Linked DNA regions of Gossypium hirsutum: region 1 is linked to region 2. The links are chromatin contacts, called in public Hi-C maps. All regions are on one chromosome and are shown on one strand. Each heading gives the region's core, a stretch centred on a gene start, on an enhancer-like site or on the middle of the called end of the contact. The rest is flanking DNA. Distances are from core to core; before and after follow the strand shown.

What was found. A called contact is a pair of places that touch in the nucleus more often than the background predicts.
Region 1: a Hi-C map of leaf shows a contact between it and region 2, with 2.7 times the contacts expected there. The contact joins the promoter of LOC107920542 here to the promoter of LOC107918313 in region 2. A contact is called at or near these places in 2 of 34 Hi-C or Micro-C datasets (both in leaf).

The regions. Positions count from the first base shown.
Region 1 is chrD13:25,081,136-25,085,199 of Gossypium_hirsutum_v2.1, reverse strand. It overlaps LOC107920542 (pentatricopeptide repeat-containing protein MRL1, chloroplastic), which reads left to right and starts at 2,533. Exons shown (of 19, transcript XM_016850295.2): 1 at 2,533-2,966; 2 at 3,437-4,064. The coding sequence starts at 2,640.
Region 2 is chrD13:24,942,336-24,946,257 of Gossypium_hirsutum_v2.1, reverse strand. LOC107918313 (auxin-induced protein X15) reads right to left here and starts at 2,404. Exons shown (of 2, transcript XM_041108921.1): 1 at 2,079-2,404; 2 at 452-1,756. The coding sequence starts at 924. The coding sequence ends at 634. It also overlaps the pseudogene LOC107918315.

The DNA.
Region 1 (4,064 bases), core at 1,284-3,783, 140 kb before region 2:
AAGAATTATGTGTAAACACATTATCCATGAATTAATTATAATAAACTGATTTTTTAAAAAATTATATATTGTTCGTATTGGATTGTATTTATTTGTAACATTCTATTGTTCGGTTTCTGTGACCGGAACTGGTGAGGGGTGTTTCAATATCTAGGACTTAATTGGATGATTACTAGTTAAGCTTTATAAGTTATTTTATCACCCAATAAAAATATTTATTTAACAATTGGATCATAAATGAAAAAAAATATGTTAGAAATTGGTTAAATTTTATTATTAGTTTTTATAGTAAGTTGTGGATTTAGTATCTATTTGATTCACTAAAAACAGTTTTTGAAAAATGTATTTTAGAAAAAATAGTATGATACTGTGATAATTTTTTACATTTGAATGTTTTTATGTAAAATATTTTTCGTTATTTGATAAATTTCTTTAACTTATTTTTTGGAAGTTGTTTAATTGAAACAAACGCAACATAAATATTTTCATAATTGAAAAAATAATTCTTTTCATAGCTACTCTAGAATATAAAACTTATTTGCTAATTAAATCAATAAACAACGTTAATTCTAAATGCTTTTTTTTTCATAATTTAAATCTATAAATTTAATTAGTGATGAATGCATGGCTTTGGAAACAAAAACATTTTCGTAATGTCTAATAATAAAAATTTTTCTAATTTTTTTATTTAAGAATTTCATTGAAATGTATAAATATAAATTGCAATTTAAATAAATTTAACATTTTTTTCAATGAAGAAGTCTCACGCTAAAAAAATATGAAATTATAAATGCTACCTTAAATTGACTAAATTATCAATAAATGCCAACTTTTTTAAAATTTTACTAAATTAGGCCATTTTTTTAAAGAATTACAAGAATATGCCAATTTTATGAAAAAGCTTCTAGTTGGAAGGTTTTTAGGCTTTCAATTGGAAGCGTTTTTTGAGCTTCACATCAACACTAAAAGTTGCAGCAACAATCATTTTTTTTTAATTTTTTAGTACCACCTATTAATGTAAAAATAAAACTTACAAAACAAATCTTTATATAGACCCCAAGTCTCATTTACCTTTTTTTAAACGATGTGAGATATGGGTATATATAAATTTATAATCCATTTACAGCTTATTCCTAAGCAATGTGAAATTGCTTACTCTTTCAACTAATAAAAGACTACGCTCAATTTTTAAAAATTAAAGGCAATTTTATATAACATTAAATTCTAACAAAATAAAACACTATAAACTATTGTACAAATATTATCGTTATAAAAAAAGTCCAATAAAAAAATTGGTGCTTTCACTTTTAGTGCTGATATGGTAGAAAGCGCTTCTAGTTGAAAGCGTTTTTTGCAAATCACTTGACAACATTTCCACTTGGACTCGTTTTTCTGAATTTCACCTAAAAAGCTTCCAGCTAAAAGCGTTTCGTAAAATTAGCCTATTCTTGTAATTCTTCCAAAATAAGACATAATCTGATAAATTTTAAAAATTTTTGGCATTTATTGATAATTTAGCCCCTTAAATTTGTCAAATATCACCCAATAAATACTTGAATTAAGTTTAAAATAATTTCATTATATGGAGCAGGCAAGCTTAATTTAGTCCATACTTTCATATACATTTCAAGTCAATTATTCTCAATTCAATGAATGAACCATACGATTCAGAGAGAAAAAAATAGAAAACACTCATCGTAGATAGTGAATGACAAACTCTATCAACACAACAAAGATTTTAATATCAATAATAATAAAATATTATGATACGTTAACGATTAACACATTGATAATTCCTTTAAACTTTAAAAATTAATAATAATAATTCAGCAAAAGCAGATTTATATTAACAATCTTGCAAGTAATAACCTCAATAACTCTATGTAAAAAAATTAGGCATATTCTCAAAGCCAAAAATATAATAAATGTCTCCAACATTCTTCCCTCACAAGAATAGAAGTAACTCAACATGTGCATCACAAATAATGGCATATTATGCACTTCATTCTTATTGCTTCAAAACTTCAACAATAATTATTAAATTTATTAAGTTTTGTTACATTTATTTTTCAGTTTATTATTTTCACACATTGCTTATAGAAAGTAAGTTAATATATTAAAGGTTATCTTTTGTATTAAAATTAAAATTTTTAAATTCAAAAAATATAGAGACTAAGAATGATTTAATTGAAGAAAATGAACCAACTTTAAACATAGTATATCACTGATAACAAAATTTAACCAAATAAATTTGATTACTATCATTTAAGTCTGTATTAAAATTTCAAAATTTCAAAATACATAAATTAAAAATAATTAATTCAAAAAACCACAGAAACTAAAATTAATCAAAATAAAATAACTAAAATTTATCTAATTGAAGAATAAAAACTGTGAGTAGCAGAATTTGACCTTGGAAATTAACCTTTTTTAGTTTTTCTCTTTTCCTTTGCAAAATAACATTTTAATTGAAGAAAAGAAAGGAGAGGCATTTTTTGCTACGTCAGCAACAATATCCGGTAGTGGATCACTAATAACTACTGAAACAGAACATCGTTCATTTCGTTGAACTCGATAAGCTCCTCTCCTCTCTCTTTTGCCACCCTATCCTCTCTTTTCTTTTCTTTGAGCTTCTTTCAATGGATTCCAACTTAATCTTCTTGTCTCCAAAATTCCAAACCCCAAATTTCCTACCTTCTTACCCATTCTCCTCTTCCACTACCCGTCCTCTAATCAGCCGACAATTCCTTGGTTTCACTCACTCCCTCTGGCCTCCCGGAGGTGCTTCTTCCCTCCGAAAGAAACGCAAAAACTTGGCCTTTCTGCGCTTCCAACCTCCCCGCTTTGTTTCCAGAGCTTCTATCGACTCCAATTTGGTTTTCGTTGTCATCGGTGTAACCGCTTTATCTGCTTTATCTCTTGCTTTCTATAATCAATTTTTTAGAAAGAGTCAGACTTCAAAAAAGGTGAGTTTACTTAACTGATTGAATTGAAGTCTGGTTTAGCTAAAGTTCTGCTGAATTGTGTTCTTCTTTCAGTAGCTGGTTTTCATTATTCAAGTGTTGGGACTTGGGATTATGGTTATTATGGAAAGAACTATCCGAGAAGGCTTGAAAATTTTGAGTTGTGAATGCGCAGCTAAAAATGAGAAAGTTGGTTTAAACATTCAGAAGAAGTTTTTGAGAATGCACAGCTAAAAATGAGAAAGTTGGTTTAAACATTCAGAAGACGTTTTTGATCATAAATTAATATGCCTTGATGCTTATATTATAATTGTTGCAGAACTAACTTGGGTGCACTGTTTATTTCATGGTAATTCTGATGATTTTCCTTTCTATATTAGGATTCTCTAAATTCTGAAATTTGGGTTGCCTTTGGATTTAGTTGAGTTTTTTTAGACGTGACTAACTTTTTCGATTATGATGCCCATGCACAGGTATCTGGTTCGTCACGTTCTGCCTTACGTCAACAACGACAAGGAAAAGATGTGGTGATCCAGACTGCTGACCATCAGATTTTGGAAACGGGGGATCTTCAAAGGGATACTTTTGCAAAAGAAAATGGCGGTTTGACAGAGCACATGAAGGAAGTGAATGATGCTTCTGAAAGTAAAGAGGTGCTTTTGCAAGAAACTGCTGTGGTGAATGGTGATTCCATGTTGACTAAGGCATCAGAGTCGAATGGTGCTGATTTTCTTGCATTTAATGCTAATGATTCTGATGTTCTTGAAGAATCTGGAACTACTGTTCTACCTCTTCAACCTACTGTGCTGCTTGAATCAGGAGCAGGACAGCCATTTACCTTTGCAACACAAAGGTCAGGACTTCATTTGGAAGAACGAGTAAATGAATTTGAAGCTGATTACCCTAGACTAGCTGTGGAACCCAAGTCTAGTGCTTCTTCTGTACTAGTAGAAGATGCTGTTGTCCTTATCGGAGAAGATAAAGTTAGAAATTATGACATATTCAGAGAATCCGGCAGAGAAGAGCTTCACACCTTCTACGAGGCTGATCACTTGGGGGCAAAATCTTCATCAAACTTGACTCTAAAACCAGTGTCTTCTC
Region 2 (3,922 bases), core at 1,155-3,654:
TCGTGTTTTAAGTCAGCTCTTCAGCAACCACGAAAACAAAGAATTTTGAAATATCTAAACCAAATCCTCAACTAGTTGTAGGCAAACCTGTAAAATGCTATCCTGGATTATACCTACACACTCTGAATATAGAATTGTATATATTTTGTCCTGGATTTCGCAACTAAAAACAGAATGCAATAACATGCCAATTTCAGTATAATTGCAATTTTGGCATTGAAACCATACACTAAACCGAGGATAATTGATATTTTATCTGAAGAATGCCAGAAAGTACTTTCTCATATTGTATGTTCTGGTTTAGGCCAATATAACATGCCAATCATAGTACTTAAATAGGAGTTAATGATCATAGGTTAAGTGATAATCGATGGCAGAATGTAGAACAAAAGGCTTCAGAACTGGAAATTAGATTTTGGCTGAAATTATCCACATAATATCAGAAACAAGATTCATGAAAAGAAAGTTTCATTGAAAAATTTATATATTGGTTACAAAAATCAATTTCGTTGACAAGGGCATGGGATTGCAAAAAACAACCCACCTTACACACTTGCTTCCTAAAACTAAAATTTGGGAGGTGTTAGATGAGCTAAAGATCAATCAATCTCTGCTTGGTTAGCCAATTTCTTCTCATGAACTTTTCAGATTGCAAGTGAGATCAATGAAAGCTTCTTCGCTACAAGGGATTGTCAATGCACCCTTGGGGTGATTGAAACCAAACTCTTCTTCAGCTTGACTCAACAAATTCTGGAATGAAGGATGCTTCAGCAATGATATAGGAACAACGAATCGCTTCTTTTCATCAACTTCTCCAACATAAACAGCAAAGTGGCCTTTGGGCACCATTGTTGTCTCCGAAGATGAAAGGCTCCGTTTCAGACTAGGCTTAGCATTAACAATTCTTGGCAAGCAGAAACCCATGGCTTTTTTATGAGATAGTTAGGATGAGGAAATGTGAGTAACTTAGAGAACCTGCTAGGAAAGGCTTTGGCGCTGGGTGAAGCTATCCATTAGAATCTGTATTTATAAAGAGCAAATGGTGTAGGGTCAGCAGTCTCAGGCTAATTGAGTGGTGAAGAGTGAATGGTTTGGAGACATGTATTGGGAGGAATCACATGGCCTTGCATCCCAACAAATCATAATATTTCAACAAGTTTGGTACCTTAGAGCTCACCATTTAATGAAACCAACAAAAGTGGCCCATTTGAAATACTAATATCATTGAATCAAGGCCAGATGATGATGACTTCACTTAATAAACACTTAGCAGATCATATGGATGAAATGCAATGAAGTGCAGACCAGAAAAATATCAAAATGATAATCTCCACTAGCAACTATCAGTCGATAAGTACGGTCCTACATGTTTGCTTGAACACATAAACAAACAAGTTAGCAGTCCATGTGACTTTGTATGGTGCATTCAACAAGGAAGCCCTAAAGAACTTGGTCAGTTGAGCCTCGATTTTTAAAGGAGTGATTGATTGAACTAAAGCACGAACCAACCTTGTAATTTATGGTATTATTGCTAATCCTCCAGAATCACAAGAGATCCATGGATTAGACAAAGAAATCTTCAACTATCATTAGGATAAAATGACTTCATAGTCTAAATAATTGTCAATTCTCAAGGAGTTGCAATCTCTACCCTGTTTATTTTCATCATTGCCAGACACAAGAACGAGGAAGCCAATCAGTTCATGCGATGCTGCTGCTTGAAACATCATGGAGGAGTGATGATAAGAACTGTGGCCTAATCCAAAGGAGTGAATGATTTAAGCGCAACATTAAGCCCCTAAACATGTGATATTACTCCTAGAATGATCAAATCCAGCAACTTATAAAAATATAAGAGAACTTAGAAACATATATGTGTGTGTGCTGAATGACTGAAAAGTATAAAAAAGAAAGTAAATCACTTCAAGATACAAGTAATTGACTATTTATTTATTCCTTTCTTTGACTTTCCTTGAACAAAAAACAAGTTTACACAATTTTCAGGGATTAAAATCCGGAATTAAAGTTTAATTAAATGATTTAGTAGTCACATTTTCTTGTCTCTTTAATTTTCTCACCTCACACTGAATTAAAGGACTTGGTCCCCTGCTAAAGGATGGCCTGAATCTGCAGATTCTGTAAATTATGGACAGATTTGATTTTTTAGAATCCTACTCATAATACGCACAAGAAAAGTGGTAGCAGGAAGTAATTTTAGACCAAGGTAGATCATGTACGGTAGAATTAAAGATCGAACAAGAACAAGGGAGCGTCGGAAATTCAGAAAAGAAACAAAATCTTCAATTGATGGAGGCGGATAGCCATAGTTTTCTTTGTTTTTGATGGATTTGTGCCTCTAGAAAGGAAGAAGTTTAGTAATTGAGAATGTGAAGATAAATGTTATCATTACCTATATATATAGATGTAACGGTTACGAGGGAAATGTTGGTCTATCAAGTGGAGTATGTTGAATGAGTGAGGAAAGGCCAATTGCTGGAGTGAGTCTGATCAGTAATGGGGAATGGAGAATCACATGGTGTTGTTTTCCAACTCATTTATCAACAATACCATGGCAAACATGGTAATGAAAAGTTTGGCTAGCCCTTCCAGTAAGACAAACCGACCCAGACCTTCGTGATCTGTGTTAGGCATGCTTGAGACATATAAGACCTCAAAAGGACTGAAACCACAGATATATCTACCAAGTTCTAAATCATGTCATCAACAAAAGAAACTTTTCTTATCCCAAATCTCCTTGATTTCAGTTTGGGTCCATTAATGGCTGGCTAATAATGCATTTTAACAAATGTAGTCTCAATATCAACCTAGTTCTTGATGATCTATTGGAAGACAAAAGCATGTGATCTTGAACTTCTTATGACTTCTAACCAAACCCCACCAGAATGCATTATAACCACTCAATCTGCACTTCATTAGTGTTAGTACAAATATGAAAATCTCGAACACATGAACGGAACTCGAACAGAAAAAGAAGAAATAGGACAAGACTTCAAGGCGTGTATCAAGTCACTATCTTTAAGGTTATATTTGCCCTCACCTATTTTTGGTGTGCAAATGAGTTCCAAGCAAATTAAGCTCGAGGATACAATGAAGCCAATGACTATTTGCGTATTGCACTGACGAGAATAACCCATTACACACTGAGCAATGTATGACAAGAAACTCAATTTTTATAAATAATTTCTGCAATAATACTTTATAAAATAATCTAATAATATTAGAAAATGAAAGAAGGAAAGAAAAAATATTAGAATTTGTTGGTGTGATTTCCAAATAAAATCTCATTTCTATTTATAGAAATTTTCATGTGTCTTCTGAATAATAATGTTTTTAAAATAAACACATAATTATTCATTTAATATTATAACTATTCAAATAATATTATTTAAATAGTTATAATTCTTTTTCAAAAAATCAAATAATATAACTTTTGATTAATTATACCCATTCATTTATAGCTATTGGAACCCTATAAATATTTGAAAATGTTCCAACAATTAGTTTCCTAAATACATTCTTCCATCTATATAAAAAAGTGCATTATCCACACCACAGCCAAGGCATTCTCACATCCTCCTCTACAAACAAATCTTACCATTCATTTTCTAGAGTCTTCTCTGATCTTCTTCACAGTAATGGCTATCCATATGACAAAACTTATGCATGCTAAGCAGATTCTTCGTCACTCTAAACTATTTGCAAATCAAGCAGCCTCACCTCAACCCATGTTCCCAAAGGATACTTTGCAGTGTATGTTGGGGAGAGCCAAAAGAGGAGGTTCATAGTTCCAATTTCATTCTTGAATCAGCCTTCGTTTCAGAAATTGTTAAGTATAGCAGAGGAAGAATTCAGATTCAGTCATCCAATGGGTGGTCTCACAATTCCTTGCAGATAAGAGATA